Regions from separate parts of the Mus musculus genome. Here region 1 is linked to region 2. The links are chromatin contacts, called in public HiChIP or PLAC-seq maps. All regions are on one chromosome and are shown on one strand. Each heading gives the region's core, a stretch centred on a gene start, on an enhancer-like site or on the middle of the called end of the contact. The rest is flanking DNA. Distances are from core to core; before and after follow the strand shown.

Region 1 (6,274 bases), core at 656-3,155, 520 kb before region 2:
ATGATATTTTATATTAAAAATTTGAACTCCCTGACTTCTATATATTTTGGGCTTGCGTTGCTGCTGAGTGGAGTCACAGTTTCATTTTAGCAAGTCATTCATTACGAAACTGTTGATTATGCCCCTTGTGTTTTGACTCTGGCACTCACACTTCTCCAGGCTTCTGTTCTCCTTCCAGGCACGTTGGGTGCCTGTCTGTGTTTCTAGCACACATAGCACACAGCTGCCACTGCTGACTCATGAAGACATATGCACTCTACATTCCATTTATCAGTATTAGGTTTCACTTTATCCAAACAATAGCAGAGGGTGGCAACAGATCAGGTCAAAAGATCCCTTCCTATAAGACCCCCAAGGAAGTTGATGATTTAAGAGCCATCTTCACACATCTACACAGCCAATCCATCTTGCAACTGTGGCGTGTTTCATTAATAGTGACCAGATTAAGATAACAGACAATGCATAATTCATGTACTGTACTTTTTCCACATTTCTAATTAGCAACCCACTTTCTACAGCTAATGTAAGACTACCCAGAAACGGTGTAAGATTAATACAGAGCCATAAAATTGTGGTTGCAAGGTATTTACATGAATGCTAATGAGAAGTTTCAAATTGTCATCATAAAAGAGCCTGTACTGTGACTTCATGAGGGAGTATAGAGGGTGAGAGAGGGGACAGACTGCCCTCCTCCTTCACTCTCAAATCAAGTTTGGCAAATCCAAGGAGAAAACTTTGAAAAGTTTATTTTTACCTGGTAGGCTTCAGTGGCATCTGCACTGGGGTCAGCGCCTAGTCCAGACAACTTGTCCTTCAGCTTGTAGTGTGAGTTGTGGCGGAGGCAGTAGGCAAGGCTGGAAGCCAGGAGAACCCCCAGGATGCAGGCAATGGAGAGGAAGGTGAGCAAAATGAACTTGGTAGAGTCCTCTTGCTCTTCCTGATGCGGCAGGAGTTTGAGCTTTCCCTTCTGCAGGAGGAGGAGAAGAGGGAGGAGAACAGGTTACTACTCAGGGGACCTTGACTCCAGCAGCACACCCCCTCCAGACTTAGTGCAGCCTCAACATGAGGGGGCTGTGCAGGGACACACGTGCAAAGAAGTTCCAACACCATACCTCCAGACCGAATTTCTATTAAGCAGAAGTCAAGAGTAACCCCAATAGTGGCTGTTCTTCAAACTTAATAATGTAAAGTATTTGGTACCCAACTTGCTGCTTTAAGTAAAACGAAGTGTACATCATTCCTAATCAGATACAGATTTTGTCCAGAGCATGTAATCCAGCACATGCTTGGCAGGAGGTGGGTAAAATATTAACAGAACTAAATAGTCCCCAGTATCAGTAGAATGCACTGGCCAGAGTCATCATAGCTCTGGGACATGGCTTCTTCTCTAGAAGACATTCTGTGGGTTAATGCAACCAGCTCTAGTCACTCTCTATAAGCACAGACTCCAACTACTGGTACCTGAGTATTGTTCCTTCAAAGGGGACAAGGTCTTTGGAAATAGATGATTGGGAAGTTCACTTTGCATCTTGGGGGAATAGGTGAGAAAATCCTCTCTGTCACTCAAATCCAGGGCAGATAGCCAGACAGCGCCCCCCTCATTAGCTTTATTAGGAGGTGTATTAGCAACAATTAAACACGCCACAGGAAAATGGAAGGGCCGCAGGCAAATCGCCCACGACTCCCGGCCAGCAACCCCCACAATTACTCGGGAAATGAATGGAAGAGCACGCCCCTGCCTCCGTCCTGGTTGCTACAAGAGGAGAACAATTAGCAAACTCCTTTCCGCCACCTAATTTCGCGTGGTAACAAAATGGATTTTTCCCCATGAATGCCTGGCCGGCCTATTCATTATCTCTCTTCTATTAGTAATTTTCTGCTCCGCTTTCAGCCTCCCAACTCTTCGTTTCCTCCAGTCTCTGAGTGTACACAGTGTCTCTTATGTCAGGCCGGGCCCATTTTTATCTTGTAATCATAAAGGCCACCAAAGCAATTATCGCTAGTCTTGACTGGAAAAGCTGGTCATTAATTAGCCTGCTTTTGCCTTCGGTGCGCGGATTAGCGGGCGCTGGGACCGAGTTAATGGAAACGCGGGTTAAATGAGAAAAGACGCCGGGATTTCCTGCCTGGATGCGCGGCTTGGTTCTGCTTGGCTCTGGACCCAGGAGGTTCCTGGACTTCAGTAATGGATGGAAGAGAGGAAGGGAGGGGGCTCCAAGGCCTGGCAGAGGGGACCTTTGGGAGGGGAGCAGGAGACCCGGAGCAGGAACGTGGACACCTCTCCCAGGACTGAGTGGGCGACACCCTTGGCTGCTGCGAGCCAGCAGCATAGAAGATCCTGCACAGGGGAAAGCTGTGGAACCCTTCCCTTCCTCCTCTTGGCTTCCTCCCGGGTCCCCTCCTCTTTTCACTCCCGCCCACCCCACAGGAGAGCTTCTAGAAAGAAGTCATTCCAGAGTCTCCCGCCCCTCCCCCCAAGTCAGCGAAGTCCCCATCTCAGTTTCTAAGCTACACTTCTTTGCCCCAGCACGGGCAGGAGCATAAACCACACAAATAACCCTTTCGGCCAGGGTCTCGGTGGCCCAAATGGCTGTCCTCACATGACTGGATGTAGTTCGCACAAGAACAAACCCTTTTCCTTAAGTTCCTGGCCAGTGGACCTCCGCACCATTCGCAAAACGGAGCTGTTCACTCCCCAGGGTTCAGTGTGGTCCCAGGTATGCCAGGGCGGGAGCTGGTCACACTCTGCCGGATCCATGGCTGCTTTCCCACCGCCCTTGCCTGTCTAGCCTCTTCTCAGCAGACCACAACAAAGGCAGTGGTGGGATGGCAATGGCAAGGACACCTTACCCATCTCCTGAGCTGAGGGTCCCTGAACCAAGGCCCAGCGTAGGCTTTGGGCGGACCTGCACGCCACGTGGCGCTGGAAAAGGACCTCCTTAACCTGGCTTCAGGCACGAAATTCCTCGGCTTCAGGTTCTCAGATAACTCTAAGTTACCAGCCATGCTGGGCCATGGTATATGACAGCCCATCAGTACACTCTGCACTGTACCCGCGCTTCCACAGGGCTGGGAGCACCAAGCGATCAATGGTCCGTAGTATGAACTCCGCCTGACTGACAGCACTGCCAGGTGACAGACACTGGGCACTCTGGAGCCACAGGAAGAGGCAGGTGATGTTCCTACAAGTGAACGGCGTGGCAACCTGCGGGGCTGGCTGCAGGGCAACCAGTGAAAAGCCCAGGTGCCCCAGCTTCTTTCTCGGTTTTATTTTAAACCAGTTGGTTGCTGGGATTTTTCTCAGAGGCTGAACCAAATTGTCCGGGCAAGAGCAGAGACTTCCTTCTCAATGGGCTCCTGTGGGATAACTGAAGAGGGCAGGGCCAGATTACTCTAGGCTCCACCCATCTCTGTGCCCCTGAGTAGTCCAGAGGAGTGGCTGGTGACCAGGATTAGTGTCAGCTGTACTCCTGCCCCAGAACCCCACCAGATAGGAGGCTCACACCACTGGCCTATGGGGTAGGAGTCGGGGAGGCACCCAGATCTGAAACTATGGGCTTCAGGGCCTGCCTTGGTGTAGGGCACCCTGGAAGGTTGGCAGAGTGGAGGTTGAAAGGAGTGATGTCTGACAGAAGAGGGTAAGGTAGATGCTGGATCAAGGGACCCCCACTTCGAGTCAATATATATCTAATATTAAGGTCTGAATTTCAACTGACTGATGGCTTCTCAAACCTGAAAATTTATCTCTTAGGGGCTCTCTGCCTGACAGTAGCACCAAAATGCCCTGACCTGAGGGTTGAAATGGGTGGGGTGGGGTGAAGGGAGAGAACCTGCTAGCAGTGGATGAGGTTGTAAGAATCCTGGGATGGGGGAAATAAAATTTCTAGAAATTCTTGTTTTAATGTCAGTTGAACATCCTACGTATAGCGACTGAGTTAACAACCTTGCATTTTCTTTCTTTTTGTGGAGCTAAAAAAGTGCATTTAAAAAAAAATGCTTGTTAGCCAGAAGCTGCAGTGGGAGAAGTGTGTCTGCTGGAAGCTTGAAGTGAGTTTGCACCTGGGCTGACCCAGGTGCAGCTGGAGCCACAGTCCCTCTCAGTATGGTGACTTCCCAAGGATGAGCAGTTTGGTGCGGACCACAAGGCGGCTTTCCGGGGGGGGGGGGGGGGGACGTCCCGGAAGACAGCCCAGACTAGTCATAGACATCTTATCAGTTTTGACTTGAAATTGAAAGAATAATGATGTTTAAATATTTATAACTTTGACATTTACAGTCAGATGTCTTTTAAAAGCAGAGCACCTTCTGCACAGTGGAAGCTCTTTCTGAAAGTTTGGAGCAGTGCTGGCTGAGGAGGGCGGTGGAGAGGACTCTCAGAAGGAGGTTGTTAGAGGTGCTGGGGTGGGGGAGGGGGGCTGTGCATCCAGGAAGTGGGAGGCACACTCATCAGCCCCACACTATCAAGTCCTGAGCAGACTTAAAAAATAATAGGAGTAGGGCAGACTTTAAAAATAATCAGGGATAAGCAGGTCCAGGTCGCACCAGCTCAGAGGCAGCTCAGGTGAACTGTAACCTTGAGCACGTCTTGCTATCATCTCTACCTGCAGCTCCTCAATTTTAGAATATGTGGTATTGCCCGTGAGGCAAGGTCAGGGTGGGAGTAGGGAAGTCGATCTGTGGAGCTGCTCTTAGACCACGTCCCTGTGGAGTTCAGCATCCCCACCTCTGCCTGTGAGGCACGTGGGGCTTCCGGTGACATCCTTGACAGACACCCTTATAACTTCCTAAAATGTTGTGATAAGCTGAGAGGTGTGGGATGCTATGTCTAGAGTCAATTGTGAGAACTAAGCCACACCAATATGATGAAAATTTGCAGGCATGCTACCAGGATAAAATGTAACATAACCAATTCATAAGAGTCAGATATCTAAGTCTCTGACTTGCAGTCTAAAATCTGGGTGCACAAAAAAGTATGAGCATAAGCATTTAGCTTCATGGATACTAAATTTCTCTTGTTGACATACTCATTGTTCTATTTCTACGGAATTTGATTTGCAACCTAGCTTCACCCTATTTTAGCAACCCACCACACACACTTTGGTTTGTAAAAGGTTAAGACAAGATGAGGGACATGTCCCCTCCCTTTCTTTTGGGGACCCATGTTATTATGACTGCAAAACCTTTCCCCCTGTGAAACAGAAATGAGTCTCATAGACTATGAGTTACTGTGACAAGTTCGTCTTTGATCTGCTAGATGAGCCAGTATCTTAGAGAATCATTTGGAAATTTCTTTTTAATTTTACTAAGATTAAATTTGTTAAAATATGGTTACCACCACTTTAAAACTGATCACAGTTTTTAGCAAAATATTTTTCAAGCCTGGACAAGTGACCAAACTTAAAAATGGGGAGGGGGAGAGGAGTGTCTTGAAATATTTTAAGAGTATTTTTTAAAGCTGTTAACTGAACTATTTTTAATTTGGAATTTGCCACAGAATTCTAATAAATGAGAGAAGTCAGGCGGAAATAATCATGTATTAATTCTCTGCATTACAAAATCTTTTCAGAAGCTATTATCAGAGCAAGAGGCATTGCGGTCTGAATTCAGGGTGGGAGAAGGCCTTTGTGCGGCTGAAAGCTATTGTTCCCCTCTACAGATGAAATTGTACTTGCAAATCTGCCATTCAAATAGCCACAAAAAAAAGCTTATATGAGCAGAAGAATCTCCCAAGAAATAATTATTTTTAAGCATAAACTTTAATGAAAACAAGTTATGTGCTGTTTTTAAAAATAGGCTGTTTGTTGAAAAATCTCAGGCATATACATAAGTGAATATACAAAAGATAATAACTTATTTGCTATCTTGAAACACTCCTAAAATAGTTGTTCTAGAAAAAAGCGCTCTGTTTTAAGATGAGGGAAGATTCATGATTTTGATGTTGAAAAGGAGGAGAGAGTTCTTTGAACTCATTTTTAATGTTGCTTGTTAACCACAACAGGGTGGAAGAACCAGCTAAGCTAGCAGAGAAGAGGCCAAATGGATCTATCCAAAGAGGGAACCTGCCCCCTTGCATTTTTCCGATCCACTGGCTGCGTTTTCTTTACATCAGAACTCAAAACTGGGCAGCGGGTACCCTCAGAACACTTCGCAGGCCAATATTTTGGCTTGTTTAGTGCCTGAGGCCTGGAGTGTTCAGGAGTTTTCTAGGGTGATGTCCTGGTATTGGAGAGGGATATTTGGCCGTACTGTCCCAGTCCAGTCCTGAACTAGCCCC
Region 2 (7,027 bases), core at 1,100-3,599:
CCAGCCCAGTGCCTGCTGAGAGTCACCTTTAAATGGTTACACGCCTGAGAATACTCCGAATCTGAGTTGGGGCTATATAGCAGCCACCTCCATGGCACAGCTACTTCTCCAGCCTCTGAGGGATAGGACAGAGGTGTCAAGCAACCAAGTCTTCCAAGGCACCTGACCAACTTTAGCCAAAGCACTCACCAATCATGACCAGGCAGAGCATCAACAGCCTGACCATGTCACCAGCAATCAATAGCCTGACCATATCACCAGCAATCAATAGCCTGACCATATCACCAGCAATCAATAGCCTGACCATATCACCAGCAATCAATAGCCTGACCATATCACCAGCAATCAATAGCCTGACCATATCACCAGCAATCAATAGCCTGACCATGTCACCAGCAATCAATAGCCTGACCATGTCACCAGCAATCAATAGCCTGACCATATCACCAGCAATCAATAGCCTGACCATATCACCAGCAATCAATGGCTGCTGGGGCTGAAAGGCACATTGCTGGTTCCTTCAGACCCTAAAAGGCCATCAGGTGAGCCAGCAGCCAATTCTGTCTCCTCCTAGTCTGAGTTTTTACTGGGAAACAGGGACCTCAGATGCCAGCTGGTCTACCACCACATCTGGTAGAAGCATCACATTATCCTCCCCATGCTGCCTACTTCAGGTGAGAACTCTCTTCAGAGGTCAGGCTACCCCATGATTTCAAGGGCTGACTGTTCAGGTGATGGGGCTTGATCAGATTCACGATATGGTCCTGAGGACATCATGGAACCCTTTCAGGCTCCTCCCCTGTAAACTCAGCACAGCAGATATATCTTATCCATGGGGTCACACACTAAGGTCATGTGCATACTGACTTGGAGACAAGGACCTGGCTCCACGTGACTGTCACATTACCTTCCTTACCTCATAAGAGTAGACCTTCATTTTAACATGATTGAGGATCTATAGGAAAATCCACAGTGAAGATGCCAAGTATGAACCAAAGTTGTGTTCAGAATGTAAAGCAATCCTTTGTCTCCTTTGTAATGAGTTGGGGGCAAGAGGATACCAGAAGAAGAATCACACAAAGTGATTCTGTTTAGTTTCTAGAGTATGTTCAAACTTACTCTACGGTTAACTTGACATATACATCCAAACACAGGATAAGTAAACGAATTGCATATTTAAGCAAATAGAACACAGGGACCTAACACTGGATCTAATAAGAAGACTCATCCACCGAGTTGGGAAGTCACTCATACCCACCCTGGATCTGGATCTGTAGCTCACAGGTAGATGAGACTTGTCCCTGGACCTTTCCTGCTAGAGCCCAGTAGGGCTCATACCTCTCCCAGAAATCACACAGGTTGTCAAAAAGTGCCTGTATCACACCTTTCCCCCTGTTTTCCTAAAGAAGGCCCAGGGAAAGGGCCTCTGTGGTTTGAGATATATCCTCAGTTCAGATCCACAAGTCTCTGAACTTGAATCATCCGAAGCAAGAAGGCGCCACACAGCTGTGCCGCTCAGAACACCTGGACGTGGTAGTCTTAACTCAGCGCTTTCCACCCTGGGCTTCCTCCAAATACTCAGGCTAGGCCTTCCCAGGGGACACCTAAGTTGGGCCACACGGAGGTGATACAGCAAAGTCTGAGCAACTCAGAATACCAAGTTCAGGCAAACGGAGGAGAGTCAGACAGAGAAACTCAGAGAATCAGAGGGCAGCCTGAAGCAGAACACACAAGCAGCCACTTGGTACCAACTTCATCCACACCCTGGCATGCAGTGAGCTGACAGGACATGAGAAAGGATTGCCATCATGCCAAGCCACACAAAGCCACGCGCTTAAGGCAAAGGGGCCAGCAGCGGGGAGTGTTCACCTTTAGGCTGGAGTGCTGCACTGCCAGAGTAGTTAACAATCACTATCCACTCCTCTATAAGGAGAGAAAATAACCTTAAAATAGAATCTCTGTGCATCCCCCTGACCAAATTTCACTCCAGTAATTGCATCTGTGAGAAAGAGAATTGCAAAAGAAGTTAGCGCTCTCTGGGCTCAGCTGTAAGTAATACATCAGAATCGCCCGCTGAGAATTCCCATTAAGCAGAAGCTGCTAGCAGCACACAGAGTGCCAGCCTGAGGCAGCCCCCATTTTTATGGCCACAGAGCCCACACCCAGGCCCTAAATCCAGCCTAATTGTGTGCCTCGTGCTGCCCTCTTGCCAAGCCCATATCAATGTGGCCTGCTCTTTGGGCTCCCACTTAACAGCAGAGGTGTGTGAAAAGGGGAGGGGCCGCTCAGCACACTTCCATCCACCCCAAATCCATCACACTAATTGAATGGAGCAAGCTGTTGGAAGGGAAACGTTATTAGACTCCCACGTGAGAGGAGGGAGAAGGGAATCTCCACTAGGTTGGAAGCACAGGGTGGAATTAATGGGCCTGTTCCTGAGGCAACTCTATTTAACAGGGGTTGAGCAGCGCAGCTCAACACAACTCCTTCCCCTCTCTCTCCATGACCATGCACTGTACCTCAGCTTCTGGCTTCCAAGTTCATATCCTCCCTATTTCCCCACCCAACCACCAAGAAAAACATTGATGTCTGTGCAACCTGATCAGGGAAACAGGTGGGACCTCTGACTGGAAGAGACGCACGAGCACAGAGCAGGTTGCTCCAGGAAGCCCTTCCTCTAGCTGGCTTGCACAGGCGTGGGCAGGAGCAGGGACCACACCTGCTGGCCCCTGAGTTCCACCACAATGGCCTTCAACCCCAGCACATAAGAAGGTGACCTCGGACCTTGGAAGACAGGTGCTATCAATGTTTCTAAAGGCTCCCCGGGTCAATTTAGGAGTATGGGGCAGGTTTAGAACGAGGGCCTCTTCCGGAGATAGAAATTACACATCACAATCCAAACCTGTAAGGATTTCTGAGGACATTTCCCCAGCACCATGATTCAATATCCTACACATGAAGAGGGGAAACCCTCAGGGAAGGTATATTTGTTTTCCACCTTTGTTCCTTTTAGGTTCAGATGAAACTCTTGTTCCCCAAACTCCAAAGCTCAACCGGGACTACAGGAAGCTATCTGACTGTGAGATAAGAGCCAGCATTTCTTCGGAACTTCTGAAGCTGGTTCCCACCCACCTCTGGCAGAGGGACAAATGGCTACCTGTGGTGCCTATTAGCATATCAAACTCCTGCTGGCCTCCAGGCTCCCCCATGATCTCAAATACCTGTTACCCATTTCAAACTCTATTCTAACATCCTAGCCCTTCTCACCTCTCCTCTGCTAAACTTCCTCCAGCTCCGGGCATCCCTCCTGTTTCCGCCTCTCCCCACCCCATCTTTCTCCCCACTCCCCTCTCTTTCCTCTCCCCAGCCCTTGCGCTCTCTCTAACATTCTGCTCCCGCGTCTCTATGTATCCTCTATGCCCTGTGTTCTCAGCAGTCCAGTCTGCTGGCCAGGTCTGACCCACTTCATTTTCTTTCTGCTCCAGACTCTCCCTAGATGCCTTTTGCTCATATCTACAACAAAGACTTTCTCCTGAATAAAACCACGGAAGCATGTCTATACGTCTAGCTAACACATCCTGAACTCTGGAAGGAGCACAAATGGACCCCTGTCCAGGGAGCTCAGCCTCTCCTAACCAACCAAGATGCTGACATGTTTCTCCTGGCTTCTGCCACCTACCATATTTAACTCCAAGTTTTAGAGTCCACCTCTTCAACAGCTTCTTTTCTCCAGTTGTTTTCTCCTGGTACTTAGGGTAGGTGTCAACTCAGAGTTGCCTGCTCTGTAGGCTCCTGGAGCCTACTACTGCTACAGAAGTCATGGCATTGCATTAGGGAGTTTCTCTTGCGCTCCTGGGAACCCACCACTTGGACAGGGACACTTTTCATCTGTGAGTTGGGACACTTCTCTCAGAGCAGTCTCTGGGTCACTTAGGGATGCCTCCCGCTGAAATTCTTTACTGGGACACTCTCTCTGCTCCATCCTCGCTCTCCCTCCCCACATGTTCCCAGCTTGCTCCTGGAGTTCCTTCTGTCATGTTTTCCTGCTTGCTCTATTGCTCCAGTCTCTAACAATGGACTCTTCCCATCAGTATACTCAGCTGCTCTCTCCTTACACTCAGAGATCCCATTAAACCTCACTGTCTTGCTGCAAATGGTTTGGCCTGGGTGCAGCACAATGAGCAATGATGGCGCACAAGATGTTCATATTTTTACAGACTGGAACTACTTCTATCACAGTCCAAATGATTCCAAAATCTCTTATCTCTAAATGTTACTCTCCAGTCTCAAAAGATCACGAATCTCTAATAATAAAAATCTCTAATCTTTGTCCCCCTGCTTTTCTTATCTCTGGTCCTTCTGTACTTTGCTGTCTCTAGTGTTCCCATCTGATCACTGGATTGAATCTCACAGAGCTTCAAGTATCTTAGGGATGGAAAATATTTGGAGAATGTTTTAGCCAAGTGTTGGTGGTGCTGTGCATCTATCAGGGTCCCCAATGACTACCAGGAGTCTAAATCCAAATGCAAAAGCAAAGAGCCTTTATTCAAACTTAAGGTCAGACCCTCACTCTCCTCAGATCCATGCTGAAAGCCCGGAACTTCAATTAGGCAGGGTTTTTATACTAGTTAGAGCAGGGAACAGGTCTCCAGAAGTGGCCTTATTTGACAAGGGGTATCTTGGCCCTTGGAGATAGATCCCTGATGACTTCAGCTAGCTTGAGCAGTTTATCTATAACCTCTGGAATTTTAGGCATTTTCCTTCTATTTCCTTTTAGGCTCTGGCCCAGGGCAGTTCTTTCCTGAAATTGCTTGTAGTATTTCTATGAACCAGAGTTCAAACCAGGGACATGCAGGCTCAAAATGGAGTCAGTCAGTCAGCTTTCAAATTAGAGTTTCTCCAGTCACTTGTGCTCCTCAGTGGTGCATGCCTATAATTCCAGCACTTGGGAGGCAGAGGCAGGTGAATCTCTGTGAATTCAAATCTCTCTGAGTTCAAATTCAGCCTGGTCTACAGAGTGATTTCAAATTCAAGCTGGTCTACCAAGTAGTTTCAAGTCCAACATGGTCTACAAAGTTAGTTCCAGGACACCCAGGGTTACATAGAGAAACCCTGATTCAGAGAGAGGGAGAAGAGAGGAGGGGAGAGGAAGAGGAAGAGGGAGAGGGAGAGGGAGAGGGAGAGGGAGAGGGAGAGGGAGAGGGAGAGGGAGAGGGAGAGGGAGAGGGAGAGGGAGAGAAGAGAAGAGAAGAGAAGGAAGAATAGAGGAGGAGGGAAGAGGAGGGAAGGGGATAGAAGAGGGGAGGGGAGGAGGGGAGAGGGGGGGGAGGAGGGAAGGGAGGGGAGGGGAGGGGAGAGGAGGGGAGGGGAAGGGAAGAGAAAGGTTTTATGCTATAAAAAAATCTGGCTCTGGAGTTGACTTATGGCCCTCTCTCTCTCTAGACCCAAGCATGCTTGTTTATAAGTTTTCTCCAAAGCCTCTGTCCTGGGTCAAGCTCTGTGACAGGGATAAGGGGAGCAAAACACAACAGCAGAATAAGACACCATGTGCTTTAAAACACTAAAAAGTAAACTATTCCCAAAAGAGATTGTCTCACACTTCTCTTCTGGGTTTTACTTAACTCTCCAAACACTTCCCTCTCTTAAACTCTTGCTAAGCATAAACTTTGCCTCAAGATTTGTAAGACCATGTGTAAACTTTCTGTATTGAGATTTGTAAGTTCACTGGGTGAGGATTAAAAATATTTATAAAATCTGCAACTGAAAATTGGCTTAAAATTTGTAACAAAATGTTGATTAGTCTAAAAATCTATACATAGGTAATCTTAATTAGCTACAGCAAGATTGTATGTAAGTTAGATTCAACTCTTGTTTAAAAAAATCTATCATTACAGCATGCTGTGTACATAACTTGGATTCAGTTATATTTTTATGGAAAATAGAACTTACTAACAATAAACATTTGATTACAGTTTTCCAATTGCTAAGGCTGTAAAGGTCTATCAGGCTAACAGAAACTGACCTAAAGATGTATATCTATCCACTTGTGTCTTTGCTAACGGTTTTCTATATAAGGCTTCTAGAAAATTTTAGATAATGAACAACATATGTTCATTTAACCTATGTTTCATAAATAAGGTTTATAAATTCCTAAGGTTATAAAGGTTTATTCAGGCTAACAGAAACTGACTTAGAGATAGATGTCTAACTACTTTTTTGGTAACTGTGTTTAACACCAAGTTCCCAAAAACTTTAGATACGGAACAATATATGTTTGATGAATGAGGTATGTTTGATAGGATTACAAATCCCTAAGGTCTATTCACTGACTGAACATGTATATTGTCTTAGGATTACTACTGCTGTGATGAAACACCAAAGAAACTTAGGGAAGAAAGGGTTTATTTGGATTGCACTTCCACAGCACTGTTCATCCCTGAAGAAAATAAAAACAGGAACTCAATCAGGGAAAGAATTTGAACGCATAAACGGATGCAGAAGCAATGGAGACATGTGCTGACTGGCTTGCTTCCCAGGGCTTGCTCAGCCTGCTTATTTTATAGACCTCAAGACTACCATTTCAGGGATGGCCCCACCCACAATGGGCTGGGCTCTCCCCCATCAATCACTAATTAAGAAAATGCCCTACAGCTAGATTTTATGGAGGCATTTTCTCAATTGAGGTTCCTTCATTTCAGATGACTCTAGCTTTTGTCAAATTGACATAAAACTAGCCAGAACATATGCCTAGGCTCCTGGTCTTTGCTAACTTTGTTAATCTTTAGATATTTGGATAAACTAGTCATGGGATCTTTCCATAATAGAAATGGTAATATTATGTAAAGGTAAGAAGAGTACAGTTCCCAGTCTCTCTGTGGACTATATTTATGGTTTAAAGATTTATTTTGATGCTAAAAAATTTTCAATTAAATCTTCAATTAAAATATTTAATCAAACTTAAAAGGGATAAAACAACAGGGATAACGTTGTAAATCCTCATCTGTAAACTGTAAGCCATGCAAGTTAA

Evidence for each region. HiChIP or PLAC-seq counts read pairs in DNA pulled down with a chosen protein or histone mark.
Region 1: an H3K4me3 HiChIP or PLAC-seq map of embryonic midbrain shows a contact between it and region 2, with 6 times the contacts expected there. The contact joins two enhancer-like sites. A contact is called at or near these places in 7 of 484 Hi-C or Micro-C datasets (cerebral cortex, cortical neurons, embryonic stem cells and 2 more), 13 of 115 datasets of contacts at active chromatin or transcription factors (astrocytes, craniofacial prominence, embryonic basal ganglia and 8 more) and 1 of 9 other capture datasets (embryonic stem cells).

The regions. Positions count from the first base shown.
Region 1 is chr12:117,156,287-117,162,560 of GRCm38.p6, reverse strand. Ptprn2 (protein tyrosine phosphatase, receptor type, N polypeptide 2) reads right to left here. Exons shown (of 23, transcript NM_011215.2): 13 at 755-967. Among named protein-coding and RNA genes, the nearest start is that of Gm10421, 8.2 kb to the right of the region's middle. Within about 2 kb of position 1,905, at least 25 of the 459 cell types and tissues checked have an H3K27ac peak or open chromatin away from gene starts, as enhancers often do.
Region 2 is chr12:116,637,208-116,644,234 of GRCm38.p6, reverse strand. All of the region lies in intron 2 of Ptprn2 (protein tyrosine phosphatase, receptor type, N polypeptide 2), which reads right to left. Among named protein-coding and RNA genes, the nearest start is that of Gm31336, 120 kb to the left of the region's middle. Within about 2 kb of position 2,349, at least 24 of the 459 cell types and tissues checked have an H3K27ac peak or open chromatin away from gene starts, as enhancers often do.